Regions from separate parts of the Mus musculus genome. Here regions 2 and 3 are each linked to region 1. Evidence: chromatin contacts called from public Hi-C data. All regions are on one chromosome and are shown on one strand. The core of a region is the stretch at or near the end of the contact, and the rest is flanking DNA. Distances in the headings are between cores, read along the strand shown. Region 1 overlaps Clcnka (chloride channel, voltage-sensitive Ka). Region 2 overlaps Spen (spen family transcription repressor). Region 3 has its middle 9.6 kb from the start of Gm13056.

Region 1 (4,767 bases), core at 1,412-3,911:
ATGGCTTTCTTCAGCTACAACAGAGAAAAAAGGATCGAGGGGGAGGGAGGGTTGGGGGGATGGAGACATCTCTGGCCTCTATCAAGTGCACCCCACATCGAGTCTGTGGATTTACAGCTGCCATCTATCCCGTCTATCCCGTGGCTTAGATAAGGGACTCTGAAACTCAGAAGGTGGCAGGCTGGTAACTGATGTCCCAGTGGTCATTTTAGTCCAAGGAATAAAGTACATCAGAGTTCCGTGGAGTTTTGAAAGGGGAACGTTGGCACACACACACCCCTGTCCCGTCCCCCCCCCGCTCCCCCCCCCCTGCCTGCTATGTCCACCCTTAAGACCCAGTACCTCCACCCAGGACACAGAGCCCACAGCTCTGCCCCGTGACGTCACGAACAGCGCCTGAAGGGTCAGCAGCTCAAAGAGCCTGTGTGCCTGCAGGGGGGTTGACAGGAACCGATGGGGTTAGGGAACACCCCTCTGCCCACACACCCTTCTCTGGCCAGGTGAGTGAGTCCAGCCGTCAGTGTCTAGTCTAACCACTAGGGGGAGCCAGACTCCACATAAGAAGCAAGGCCTTTGGTCCAGGTTCCCTGGGTCTCAAGGACATCGGTCCCTGGCAGAAAGTTTGGGGCCATAGCCAGGTTCCTAGACTGAGTCTGTCATCCCCACCCCAAGTGCCTGCTTTGAGAGGCTGAGTAACCTAGCAGTTTTCTCACAGGAGTGTGTGTGTGGGGGCTCAATTGGGGTCCCTGTGTGATGCTAAAAACCTTCTTTAAAAGTTTTTTTTGTGGGGCTGGAGAGATGATGGTTCAGTGGTTAAGAGTACTGACTGCTCTTCTGAAGGTCCTGAGTTCAAATCCCAGCAACCACATGGTGGCTCACAACCATCCGTAATGGGATCTGATGCCCTCTTCTTCTGGGTCTGAAGATACTACAGTGTACTCATATACATAAAGTAAGTAAATAAATCTTTTTTTAAGGTTTTTTTTTTTTTTTTTTTTTTTTGTGGCTGGGCAGTGGTGATGTACGCCTTTAATCCCAGCACTTGGGAGACAGAGGCAGATTTCTGAGTTCGAGGCCAGCCTGGTCTACAGAGTGAGTTCCAGGACTGCCAGGGTTATACAGAGAAACCCTGTCTCAACACATCCCCCACCCCCCAAAAAAGTTTTTTTGTTTGTTTGTTTAGTTTTTTTAGACAGAGCCTCTCTATGTAGCCCTGGCTGTCCTGGGACTCACTGTGTAGACCAGGCTGGTCTCAGACTCACACAGATTTTCTTGCCTCTGCCTCCCACATGTTGGGATTAAAGGTGTTTACCGCCATGCCCAGATTTTTTTTTTTTAATGTGCATGGGTGTTTTGCCTGCATGCGTGACTGTGAACCACATGTATGACGTGCCTCTAGGGACCAGCAGAGGGTGCTGAATCCTTAAGGGCTGGAGCTGCCATGTGCTTGCTGAGAATTGAACCCTGACACTCTGGAAGAGCAGCCAGTGTTGCTAAAGCTAAGGCATCGCTCCAGCCACATGGATGCTTCTAACTAACAAGCACCGGTTTCTATCCAAAAGCATGTGTTTCCCAAGCTCGCTCAAGTCCCTATCTCCTCTGCATCGCCCCAGGAACCCTGGTGATGACCCAGGCTGTGGCTGCTGGGCACGTCTGTAGATGAATGTGTGTGTGTTGTATGTGTGTATATGTGTTGTGTGTGTATCTGTGTGTATATAGTGTGTGTTGTATGTGTGTATATGTATATGTGTTGCGCATGTATGTGTGTATGCATGTGTATGCATGTGTGTATATTGTGTGTGGTATGCAAGTATATGTGTTGTGTGTGTATATATTGTGTGTTGTTTGTATGTGTGTGTGTTATATGTGCTGTGTGTGTATATGTGGTATGTGTGGTATGTTTGTATATGTGGTGTGAGTGGTGTGTGTGTGTGTATGTATATGTTGTGTGTGTGTATATTGTGTATGGTATGTGTGTATATATGGTGTGTGTGTGGGGGGTATGTATGTATATGTTGTATTGTGTATATTGTGTATGGTATGTGTGTATATATGGGGTGTGTATATGTGTGTAACACCTCACAGAGGGAGGATATGGAGCCTGTGTCCCCATCAGTTCCACCCTTTTTCCCCCTTACCTGATATAGGGAGGTCTCTGGGGACAGCTGCAGGGTCACTGGCTGTGTGGGGCAGCCACCAGCCAAGATGTCCTGGAGAAATCGCTGGGATTGGAGAAAGAAAATGGGGTCTGAGCCAGCCTATAGTTCCCAGACTCCTGACCCTTGAACTCCTCTCTCCCTTCAGAGCCCTGATCACACGGCCACTCTGTCCCCACACCTGGCAGGGGAGCCCACCTCTTGGCCTGGAGCCCAGGAAGCTGGCTGGGTCTGAAGGGCTTGCACCAAGTGGGTCCTTTCCACAATGCCCACCAGGGTCTGAGACTCTAGGAAGTACAGAGGAAGGGACTTGTTATAAAAATAAAAGTCACATTATCTGAGTCCCTACTATGTGCCATGAACATGCTGGTCGCTTCTTTTTAAAGATTTGATTATTATTTTTATTTTATGTGTATGAATATTTTGCCTGCATATGTGCACTACACATATTATGTGCAGTGCCCACAGAGGCCAGAAGAGGGTGCCAGAGTCCTCCGAACGAGCCAAGAGTTAAGGACAGTTGTAAGCTGCCATGAGAGTGCAGGAAACAAAGGCCAGGTCCTGTAAGAACAGCCTTGATCTTAACCAATCTCTCTCCAGCCTCATTCATGCTGGGTGTTCTTAAGTGTCAGAGAAAATTACAGATTTTTCAGTCTCCTAGGACACCTTTCATCCAGTTTACAGCTGAGGGAACGCAGGCTGAGGGGCACAGTGGGTAACTGTCCTGTCTCCTGGAACTCAGTTTTAGACACAGATGTTTGACAGCTGTGGATGGCCATATCATCCTTGACTAGCATCCCAAGAGCCACCCCCAGGCTGCTTTACAATGACTTTCCATCTCCAAACCTCTGGAAGTTAGCATGCTTATTATGTCCATTTCATTCACAATAAACCAAAGCACAGAGAAGCTAAGGACTTGTCCCAGGTCACACAGCAGTCTGGACTCAGAGGCACATCCAACACCCTGCCTGCCCTTGCCGCCCTTACACTTAGAGGGAATTTACACGCAGTGCCCCTCCCCCACCCCCACCCTAGCCGAGTACCTCTGGTCTCCACCAAGGGATACTGAGACACATCTGTGGAGGTCACCACCTTGACCACCTCCTCCAGGGGCATGTCCTTGGCCAGTGTGGTGAGGTTAGAGTTCATGAAATGTTCCACCGTTACAGGGTAGGAGCTGTGGACAGAGGAAGCATGTAGCAGGCCCTGCGGTGGGGGTGCTGGCCCCCCCAGGACAAGACAGGAAACCTTGCTGGGAGAGCTTCCATGTGTGATAGCTGATAGTTTAATTTTTTAAAAAGATTTATTTATTTATTTATTATATGTGAGTACACTGTAGCTGTCTTCAGACACTCCAGAAGAGGGCATCAAATGTATTTTATGTATATGAGTACAGTGTGGCTGTACAGATGGTTGTGAACCTTCATGTGGTTGTTGGGAATTGAATTTTAGGACCTCTAATCACTCTGGTCAGCCCCTGCTTACTCCAGTCACCACCCCCCCTCACTCCAGTCAACTCCCTCAGTCCCTGCTTGCTCCGGCCCAAAGATGTATTTATTAACATAAGTACACTGTAGCTGTCTTCAGACACACTGGAAGAGGGCGTCAGATCTCATTACAGGTGGTTGTGAGCCACCAGGTGGTTGCTGGGATTTGAACTCAGGACCTCTGGAAGAACAGTCAGTGCTCTTACCCGCTGAGCCATCTCTCCAGCCCTCGCTTGTTCTTTAGTATTTAAGTTCAGGACAAAGCTCATGGGATGGCACTGCCCACACTTAGGGACAGCTGACACCGCCTAGAAACTATTTTGCCAAGGTCTCATTATATATCTTGTTAAGTTGAAGGTAAGAATTAAACTATCAGGGGCTGTTGAGATGGCCTCAGTCACGGCTGCTCTGGAAACAGAAACTGCTGGGTGCATTCTGGTTGAGGAAGGATCTCAGACCGCATCTGCATCCTAGCTCCTGACCACCTAGTTAGGTCGGAAGAGCAAGAGAGAGAGGAGAAAGGCCTCCTAACTGATGTTCAACCTCCTCGTGACCTGAAGTAAGACTTGTCCAAGCTCTGGCTTTCTCTCCCAGCCCCTGAAGCTCCCGGGAGGTTGAGGGCCAGCTAATGGGCTGAGGGCAATTGCAGTGGTGTTGGGGTGTGTGTGTGTGGGTGGGTGTGGGTGTCCCTAAACTTCCACACCACCCTGGCCATCCCATTCCTCAGTCCCAGGCTCACCCAATCTGTCGGCCACGGATCCACGGCAGGTACGGCAGTTTCTTGGCCATGATGGTGCCATCGTAGAAAGAGGGCTGTAAGTTTTGGGAGATGACATTGGCCGCCAGCACAGCCATCAGCACAGGCAGTGCGTGAACGATCTGGCCAGTCAGCTCAAAGGCCAGCAGCGCTGTGGAGATGGTGTGGGTCACTGCTCCGGAGAAGGCAGCAGCACCTGCAGGAGCAGAACCACCATGGGTAACTCCAGCCAGGGCCAAGCTCGCCCAGAGGGCACGGGTGTAACAGTGGCTAGGGTCAGAAATGTCCGGAGGGCACATACTGGGAATTTCTAAAGTGTCCAGGCATGGCAAGAGAAAACGGACACAGAGGGGATGGGGGATGGGAA
Region 2 (4,767 bases), core at 1,412-3,911, 120 kb after region 1:
CCAGCATTAGGGAAGCTCAGCAGTACCACAGACAACTTTATGTTTCATTTCAGACAGGGTCCCGTGTATCCTTAGGCTGACCCAAGTGTGCCACGTAAACAGAGGAAGGCCTTGAAAACCTGATCACCCCCCACAAGTCCTGGGATTACAGCATCATTCAAGACCATGCCCATTCATAGACAACTTCTAATATAATTTGCTCAACATTTTTATTTAAAATAAATATATCTATAAATATCTCTAGGGAAAAAAAAAAAAACTTTAAAAAAATTTCCAGGACAGCAAAATGACTAATGTGGTTAAAAGAAAGTTGGCTCCGAAGCTGACAAGCTCAATGGGAGGAGGAATACAATCCATGCCCTGCCAGTGTCCTCTGGACTCCACACAAACCGTGCCCTACAAACACCACTCCCATATACACACTAACAAGTGGTTTTTAAAAGTTCACAATCACGGGAACTCTAGCTCCATGGAATCTGAGGTTCTTTCTGGCATCCTCAAGCCATGCACATACGTGTGCTCACGCACACAAACACAAAAGTAAAGGTAACCTTTTAAATTTTACATTTTTAGCCAGGTGCGGTGGCACATGCCTTGAATCTCGGCACTCAAGAGGGACAGACAATCTTTCTGCGTTTGAGCCCAGCCTGACCTACAGAGTAAAACTCTGTATCAATTTAAAAACAACCAAAACATTTTTTTCTTCATTTTCCTATCAAGAAAAAGTAGAAGAGCAAGTTGCTCACCAGGGTGGGGTGCTGGGGACCCAGCCCCGGCTTTACACGTGTCTGATAGACAAACACTCTCCTAATGATCCAGCCCAGACTTAAGGTCCTGGCGACTCAGTTCCCCACAGGCTTGATCTGCTGGTCTGTCCTTCTAGTACCACACTAAGCAAGTGAAGCCGCCAAAAGCTGTCTACGAAGACTCGGGTGTGGATCTAGGGAAAGACACACCCAAACCACGTGGTCCATTTTGAGGATTTCAACTCTCAGTCACGTTACATACTAAACGTTCTGGTTTCAAACACTCAAGAAACTGAATGCATTTCAAAGTGTTCTGCGGGAAGCCCTGCAGCGAGGCTGGTCTCCGAGTGATGGCATTCACTCCGCCTGCTTTACCCCATGAAGTAGTTATGGCCAAGTCACAGGCACATGAACAGACAGACAGACAGAGTGCTCTGGACCCGGCAGTGGGGCTGCAGGCCTTTAATTCCAGCATGTGGAAGGTTAGAGGCAGGTGGATCTCAGCCTTTGGGGCCAGCTTGGTCTTCAGAGAGTTCCAGGATAGTGAGGACCACACAGAGAAACCTTAAAAACTATGAATGGATGGATGGATGGATGGGTGGGTGGGTGGATGTGTGGATGGATGGGTGGGTGGATGACAGTGTTCTGTTGAGGCCTCACAGAGTGGCTCAGTGGAGAAAGGCACTGCTGCCCAAGCCTGGCCACCAGAGTTCAACCCTGGCACGCACATAAAGGGAGAAGAGAACCAACTCCATAATGTTGTCCTCTGACCTCAACAAGCACAGCACAGCCTGCACACACCCACATGCACACGCGCACCCATGCACACTCGCACCCATGCACACTCGGCAAATTTAAAACCTCAGTGTTCTGCTAAAGGAACAGTGAGTGACACACTGGATTGCAGCTACAACAAAGACGCTTCCAGAAGCACATGGCAGCGCATTCTGAGCTCAGACAAGGGGCCTGCTTCTTTCTTACCAGCCAACTGCTAGAAAAAGGGGTGAGAGCAATTCTCGGAAAGGCTGCAGAGCCACTGACCCTGGGCGGGCTCACCCAGGTGGGCTGCTACAAGTCTTGCCAGCAGCAGTCACTCACGGTGGTCAAAGGTTGGTCTCCCAGTCAGCCAAACTGACAGGAGGGAAACTCTTTATGACAGACAACTTATGCTGTAAACTATACAAAACCATTTCAAACGTCTTTAAATAGCTTTTGTGACTATTACATTTAAAAATTATCTAGGAGAGGGAAGGGGGCTTGTTTTAGTGCTTCTGTCTGGGGCTTTCGTTTTGCGTTTTTGGAAGGTGTGTTTGAAACAGGGTCTCAACTATGTACTTTGCTGGCATGGAACTCACTCTGCAAATGAAGCTGGCCTCGAACTCACACAGATCTGCCCGCTTCCACCTCCCTAGTGCTTGGATTAAAAGGACGCGCGTCTTCGGTTTGTTTTACAGCAGGTTATACGTCCCAAACTGACCCCAAAACTCACTCTGTAGCTGAGAACGCCCTTGAGCTTCTGATCCTCCTGTTTCAATGATAAGTGTATTTACCACGCCTGACTTAAAAGAGCTATTTCTTCTCAAAAAGAAGTTTAGCTGTATAAATTTGTTAACATTTCAAAATATTACTTTTATGTTCTTTAATTAGAGGGAAAAAAAAAACATCCTATAAAGGAACACAGGGGCTGAGCGTGGTAGCGCACGCCTTTAATCCCAGCACTCAGGAGGCAGAGGTAGGCGATTTCTGAGTTTGAGGCCAGCTTGGTCTACAGAGTGAGTTCCAGGACAGCCAGGGCGATAGAGAGGAACCCTGTGTCCAAAAAAAAAAAAAAAAAAAAAGGAACACAGGGCTAAGAGACCATTCTCAGTACAAGACGACCTAACTTCCTTTATGACCACATGACCAAAGGTCCCATCCATCACTCTCCACTGCTTCTGCTTCCTCCTGCCTGGTAACTAAGACCCCCATCTAAGCTTTCCAGCTGGTTCTGAGCTGTCTCTGAGAAAAGCACAGAGCCCATGGTGCTGCTCTCAGTGGAGAGCCCTGGACTGCCAGGCCATCGCTGGCTTGATCTCTTCCATGAGTTGTCACCCTGGCTCTCAGCACACTGTTGCCCACCCATCCCCAGGCAGGCACCCTCTGGCACAGCCAGCTTTCCTTCTCCAAGGACCTAACTAGCCACTGCAATCCTGTTCTGAGCTTACAGGTTTTGATGGGGCTGGTTTGGCTGGCTGGTTGGTTTTACAGCAGAGCAGGGTGGTAAAGAATTGTGGGTTTGTGGGTCTTTTTGTTGTTGGTGGTGGTGGTTTGTGGGTCTTGTTGTTGTTGTTGCTGCTGCTGCTGCTGTGTGTTGCAGAACAAACCTTATGCATGTTAGGCAAGCACTCTATCATGTGAGCAAGCCCAACAGTTGCTTTCTCAAAGTACACATCCCATGAGCTACCTCTCCTCTAAGCCCTTATGTGTGCATCTCTGCATAAAGAACCAAGCCCTGGGGTGGGGGCTGGAGAGGTGGCTCCGTGACTAACAGCACTTGCTGCTTTCTTTAAAATTGCATGTATATGAGTCCACTGTAGCTGGACAAATGCTCTTGAGCCTTCAAGTGGTTGTTGGGATTTGAATTTTTGGGACCTCTGCTCACTCCGACCCTAAGATTTATTTATTATGATACATAAGTACACTATAGCTGTCTTCAGACGTGCCAGAAGAGGGCATCAGATCTCATTATGGGTGGTTGTGAGCCACCGTGTGGTTGCTGGGATTTGAACTCAGGATCTTCAGATGAGCAGTCAGTGCTCTTACCCACTGAGCCATCTTGCCAGCCCCCACTTGCTGCTCTTGCAGAGGACCTGACTTCCGTTCTGAGCACCCACACAGTGACTTATACTGCCCATAACTCCGGTTCCAGGATACACAACGCTATCTTCTGATCTCTGTAGAAACTGGGCATACATCACACACACACACATATATACATATACATATACATATACATATACATATACATATACATATACATATACATATATATATGCTGGCAAAACACTAATACACATAAAAAAAGTAAACCTAAAAAAATTATATTTTAAAGAATAAAATCCTAAACTATTAGCATGTTTACCCAGGCATGGTAGCACACACCTTTAATGCCAACACTCAGGTTACAGAGGCTGGTGACTGAATTTGAGGCCAGCCTGGTCTCCACAGTGAGGTTTCAGGTCAGTCAGCGCTACAAAGAAAAACCTTGTCACACACAAAAATTATCTAAATTATCTGCTGGTCTCAAAACATTCAGATCATTGCTTTGCTCACAAAAGTGCTAAATTCAAACGCCTCTCCTCATGTTCTCCAGACTCCAGCCTGACCAACGCCCTCTCCTAGCTCTCGAGGTTCTCCCATCATTCCAGACATGGATACCGAGCACTTATCACAAAGCAGCTGTCACACTGCTAATAATAGAAAGAAATCAATAAGCTAATATGCTAGGCTCAGGTAATGAACTAAAAGCAAAATATGGCTGAAATATTATACCAGGCCCAGCTGAAATAAACCAGGTCCAGCTGAAATATACCAGGTCCAGAAAATACCGCTGCTGGGAAGGGAATTGTGACCACAGTCAATCTTATGTTCCCTCTGTGTGTACACGCGCACACACGCGTATAGTTAAAGTATGTACATATTTGTAAATACACACACACATTTCCTTATTACTATACATGAAAGGAAACCAGTAGGCCAAGAAATGTATTAGAATCTCTTCAAAGGGGTTAAATAAACAAGCTGAAGACCGGACTCAGTTGGCAGCCGGCCTGCCTTGCACGCACAGAGTCCAGGCTCAACCTGAAGAACCACACAAACCAGGCATGGCACCACACACTTATAATGTCAACATCCCCACCCCATGGAGTGCTGTCCTCTGGTAGCAGGCTCCAATCCCCGCCTCCCTGTTATCGTGCGCCTTACCAGAACAAATCAGAGCCGTGCAAAGAGCAAAGAACACAAAAGTTCTCCATTTCAAACA
Region 3 (4,767 bases), core at 1,541-4,040, 120 kb before region 1:
CGCCCTCTTCTGGCCTCTGATGGCATCTGCATTCATGTGCACACACCTATACACAGACAGGCACACATATAAATAAATGAAAAATATAAAATAAGTCTCTAGGGAAAAAAAAAGGGGGGGGGCTAGAGAGATGGCTCAGTTAGAAAAGCCACTTGCTGCCAAGTCTGGTGGCAAGCTGTTCCCAAGCCTCACATGATGGAAGGAGAATCTGACACCATTATTTGTCCCATATTTTTCACTCACTCACACACACACACACACACACACACACACACACACACACACAGAGAGAGAGAGAGAGAGAGAGAGAGAGAGAGAGAGAGAGAGAGAGAACAAAAGCAGTAACGCAGTGTTTGCATAATCTTTTAATCTGTTTTATTTCTGTTCTTTTATATTTCTGACCCTTCCAACCGTTTTTCCTCCCAGCACCCTAAGAGAAAAAGAAGGTTAGAGGGAGAAGGGGACGTATGTCTCTTTAAACTTGGGTCTCTTTAAACCTGCTTATGCAGCTGAGGCGAAAGCTGCTGTTCCCTAACTCCCATATACCCAGATACCACTGGGAAACTGGAGGAATTGGGCACAGGGGTTGTGGGTTGGGGTGGGGGAAGAGAGATTAAATACCATTTGCAGGGAGGAATATCCAGGAATATCCAAGAAGGGATGCTTATTGGCCCTCAGGGCCCACCTAGATACCTCATTAGCATGGAGAACTCTTGTGTTCTATGTTACATGACTAGCCGTCATGTTCTTTATGTGGGGAGTCCTGATGAGAGACCAATTTTTGGGAGGGGTGTTCAGACTCCATCTTAGAGAACCTAAGTTTGAATTCAAGTAAACTAACAGGCCTGGTACTTAGTACCAGTTTCCAGGTTACAAACAAGACCTGGGTCTCCAGGTTACCCCCATCCCCCACAAATCCAGCGTCTAGCACCAGTTTCTAGGTTATTCCCCCAACAACTCTGCAGCTCCAAGTTACAAGCCCGCCCCTGCCTAACAACAACCAATCAGGAGGAAACGAGAAGATAATAAAACAGTTAAAAGGTCAGGTGGTGGTGGCTCATGCCTTTAATCCTAGCACTTGGGAGGCAGAAGGAGGCAGATCTCTTGGAGTTTGAGGCCAGCCTGGTCTACAGAATGAGTTCCAGGACAGCCAGGGCTGTTAAACAAAGAAACTCTATCTTGAAAAACCAAATAAAGGTAAATAACAACAAAAATGAAACCCCAGCCCATGCCCATAGCACCTGTGGCTCCTCTGAGAATCAGTAAGCCCAGTTTTTAGCCTTCGTAGGCTCTAGAGCATGAGGCACACAGGGCCCCACGAACTGTGTTCTTTGTTGGATCCCTCCTGCCTTCCCTCTCTCTTCCTTTCCCCAGCTCTCAATCCTGCCCTTCTCTCCTTCCCTCCCTCTCTCCAGTCCTCCATGCTTCTGCCCTCTACCCACCCACTTGTGTCTTTCTTCTCTGGGCAGTTAAAGACTCAGTTCTTAATCTCGGGACTTTGTGGCTCCCTCTACTGGGTACACAGGGAAGTGCAGGTGCTCCAGACTGTCGGGAGAATTGGTGTCGGTGGAGGCAGTGGGGGATTCTCCTGAAGAAAAGCCTGAGAGAGGGTGTGAGTTGGAACGACTGCTTTGAGAACAGCTCACTGCATCTGCTGGGCTGAGCCCAAGCCATCCCACGAGTCAGCGTCTGCCACTCTCCTTGGCGCGCACCCAACAGAAAGGGGTCCGGTTGTCCCCACAGAGAAGTTGTTCACAGGACTAACCACTGACTGTCAAAATAGGAAAAACCTCCAGATGCTTGTCGATGGTAAAGTGACAATTATGGTGTCACAGCAAAACACAGAGATAAGAATAAAATGCAGCAAAGCATAAGGATGTGGATGAGCCACAAGAGAACTCAGATAACAGGGAGGCGTTCAGGAGTTTGAGAAACTGTTTGAGCAACACCCAAGGCCCTGTCTCAAGAAAATAAAGAGGGCCCGAGGCAGCTCCGTGGTTAAGAGCACTGGTTGCTCTTGCAAAAGCCCAGGGTTCAATTCCCAGCATCCACATGGCAGCCCACAACTATATGTAACTCCAGTCCCAGAGATCTGACGCCCTCTTCTGGCTGTCCTGGGCATTGCATGCACATGGTACACATACATGCAGGAGGAAAAAAAAACTTTTTGAAAATAAAATAGGGCTGGAGAGATGGCTCAGCAGTTAAGAGCACTGACCAGTGCTGGGCAGTGGTGATGCATGGCTTTAATCCCAGCACTCAGGAGGCAGAGGCAGACAGATTGCTGAGTTCAAGGCCAGCCTGGTCTACAGAGTGAGTTCCAGGACAGCAAGGGCTACACAGAGAAAACCTGCCTGGAAAAATGAGAGAAAGAGAGAGAGAGAGAGAGAGAGAGAGAGAGAGAGAGAGAGAGAGAGAGAGAGAGAGAGAGAGAGAGAGAGAGAGAGAGAGAGAGAGAGAGAGAGAGAGAGAGAGAGAGAGAGAGAGAGCACTGACTGCTCTTTTGAAGGTCCTGAGTTCAAATCCCAGCAACCACATGGTGGCTTACAACCATCTGTAATGGGATCTGATGCCCTCTTCTGGAGTGTTGTGTCTGAAGGCAGCTACAATGTACTTACATATAACAAATAAATAAATCTTTAAAAAAAAAAGGAAAAAAGTAAAATAAAGCCAATTCCTGATTGTAATGATTTGGAGGAAATGTCTTCTAAAGGCCATGGGCTGAAGGCTTTGTACAATCTGTGACGTTACAGCTGTGCAGGCAGCTGGCGGGAAGTTAACTGTTACCACTGACTCATCGGCGGCATCTCCTGAAGGAGATAATGGTGACTCCAGTTCCTTCTCTCCTTTTCTTGTGCTTGCCAGCTGCCAAGAGGCAAGCCACTAGGGGGCCAGTTCTCTTGTGCTCAAGATTCATTTCTGCTTTTTGTTTATTTGTTTGTTTAAGACAGGGTTTCTCTGTGTAGCCCTGGTTATCCTGGAACTCACTCTATAGACCAGGTTGGCCTCGAACTCAGAAATCCGCCTGCCTCTGCCTCCCAAGTGCTGGGATTAAAGGTGTGTGCCACCATGCCTGTCTCTCTCTCTCTCTCTCTCTCTCTCTCTCTCTCTCTCTCTCTCTCTCTCTCTCTTTAATCTTTTATTTATTTATTTACATTCTAGATTTTATTTCCCTCCCCCCGCACCCCCCACCAAGAATCACTCTTTTAAAATGCTTTCTTGGGAGTTGGAGAGATGGCTCTGTGGTTAAGGGTACTGGCCGATCTTCCAGAGGGCCTGGCTTTCATTCCCAGCACCGACGTGGCAGCTCACAACTGTTCATCTCTCCAGCTCCAGGGGATCTGACATCCTGACCTAAACATATATGGGAGACACACAGCAATGCACACGGAAAACAACAGCAACCACAATAACAACAGCAACAAAACTCAACATGTTCTGCAGAGGTAGGCAGATCTCTGAGTTCCAGACCTGGTCTCCAGAGGGAGTTCCAGGACAGCCAGGACTACACAGAGAAACCTGTCTTGAAAACAAAGCAAAAAACAAAGATAAAATGAACGGATGTTTTCCTGAAGCAGACACAGGTGAAAGGATGTTTTGGCATAGCAAACACGTGAAAGGACCTGTGATGAAGTATAGCCGCCTGCAGCCACACTAACTGGGTTCCTGTGTGGGAGGCCAGAGCTGTATAGGAGAGAATGTCGAGAGAAGTAAAGAGATCAAGACAGATTTCTGATCAAAGTTTACTAAGAGTCTGTGCTTATAAAGCGGGGAGACCCATCCCCTGCCATGCCAGGCTTCTTGATGCTTTGTTACTAAGTTGTTAACAACAGTCTGTCAGAGCTATTAGCATTAGGTCGCCAAGTCCACAGGTTGTGGCTAGCTCAGGAATATCTCAGGGGGACAGGTTCAGCCTCTTAGCAGCAGCTGAGAGCAGTGGCAGGTGACAGAACAATAGGGCCATCTAGGCTCCACCCCAGGTGGTCTCATTCACAGTAGCAGCAAGGTCTGAGGCAGCCTACACAGGGCTGGGGATCGGCTACAATAAAGGAGTGTGAAATATGACCCCACAGACAGTGGGAGATGAGCACTGAGCATTGGTTTGTTCAACTTTGCTATTCGTTGAAAGACACCCATACGCTCCGGTTCGCCTGACAGAGCGTTGTTAACTCAACCTGTGGTAACGCTGCCATCGAGAGAAACTCACTCAAGAACTGCTCATGAGGTTCCTGCGGCAGCTCGCTGCTTCTGCAGCCTTGCTTCAGGCCAGATGGCAAGCCTGGTGGTTTCTTCAGGATTGAGCTACAGCTGCTGGTTCGTGCCTGGTGTCTGCCTGCTGCGAGGACTGCTCTGCAGATGCTGAGTTGCATTTGGTGTTTGCTACAGGACTGAACCGCTGCCAATGAAGATCAGGCTCACCCTCTAAGAACTATTGCTGAACAGGTCCACTTCCTCCACATCCTCATAGCTCTTCTCTTCCACCACCTCTGCTGGGTGCTGGGCTACAGGAGCGGTTGAACCCTTATTAAAAATAGGTTGTGCCGGGCGTGGTGGCGCACGCCTTTAATCCCAGCACTCGGGAGGCAAAGGCAGGCGGATTTCTGAGTTCGAGGCCAGCCTGGTCTACAGAGTGAGCTCCGGGACAGCCAGGGATATACAGAGAAACCCTGTCTTGAAATAAAACAAAACAAAACAAAACAAACAAACAAAAAAGTTACAAAAAATGTATGCCTTTAATCCCAGCACTTGGGAGGCAGGCGGATGTCT

The links. Hi-C and Micro-C count contacts between places; a contact is called where the count stands out from the background.
Region 2: a Hi-C map of bone marrow-derived macrophages shows a contact between it and region 1, with 32 read pairs. The contact joins two enhancer-like sites. A contact is called at or near these places in 14 of 39 promoter capture datasets (the 3T3-L1 cell line, the C10 cell line, the HPC-7 cell line and 10 more), 5 of 484 Hi-C or Micro-C datasets (B cells, Th1 cells, bone marrow-derived macrophages and 2 more), 3 of 115 datasets of contacts at active chromatin or transcription factors (embryonic stem cells, kidney and microglia) and 4 of 9 other capture datasets (adipose tissue, embryonic stem cells, liver and 1 more).
Region 3: a contact with region 1 is called in a Hi-C map of bone marrow-derived macrophages, with 33 read pairs. The contact joins two enhancer-like sites. A contact is called at or near these places in 9 of 39 promoter capture datasets (the 3T3-L1 cell line, cranial neural crest, embryonic stem cells and 4 more), 1 of 15 datasets of contacts at CTCF or cohesin (embryonic stem cells), 10 of 484 Hi-C or Micro-C datasets (DN3 thymocytes, the G1E-ER4 cell line, the HL-1 cell line and 6 more), 13 of 115 datasets of contacts at active chromatin or transcription factors (the NIH/3T3 cell line, acute myeloid leukemia, craniofacial prominence and 6 more) and 4 of 9 other capture datasets (adipose tissue, liver, macrophages and 1 more).

Annotation. Positions count from the first base shown.
Region 1 is chr4:141,384,935-141,389,701 of GRCm38.p6, forward strand. Clcnka (chloride channel, voltage-sensitive Ka) reads right to left here. Exons shown (of 20, transcript NM_024412.3): 15 at 4,383-4,596; 16 at 3,200-3,333; 17 at 2,355-2,443; 18 at 2,139-2,222; 19 at 343-429; 20 at 1-14. Among named protein-coding and RNA genes, the nearest start is that of Clcnka, 11 kb to the right of the region's middle. Within about 2 kb of position 2,662, at least 15 of the 459 cell types and tissues checked have an H3K27ac peak or open chromatin away from gene starts, as enhancers often do. A contact at or near this core is called in bone marrow-derived macrophages, where this site is marked.
Region 2 is chr4:141,509,705-141,514,471 of GRCm38.p6, forward strand. All of the region lies in intron 3 of Spen (spen family transcription repressor), which reads right to left. Among named protein-coding and RNA genes, the nearest start is that of Gm4123, 23 kb to the right of the region's middle. Within about 2 kb of position 2,662, at least 13 of the 459 cell types and tissues checked have an H3K27ac peak or open chromatin away from gene starts, as enhancers often do. A contact at or near this core is called in bone marrow-derived macrophages, where this site is marked.
Region 3 is chr4:141,266,446-141,271,212 of GRCm38.p6, forward strand. No RefSeq gene overlaps it. Among named protein-coding and RNA genes, the nearest start is that of Gm13056, 9.6 kb to the right of the region's middle. Within about 2 kb of position 2,791, at least 18 of the 459 cell types and tissues checked have an H3K27ac peak or open chromatin away from gene starts, as enhancers often do. A contact at or near this core is called in bone marrow-derived macrophages, where this site is marked.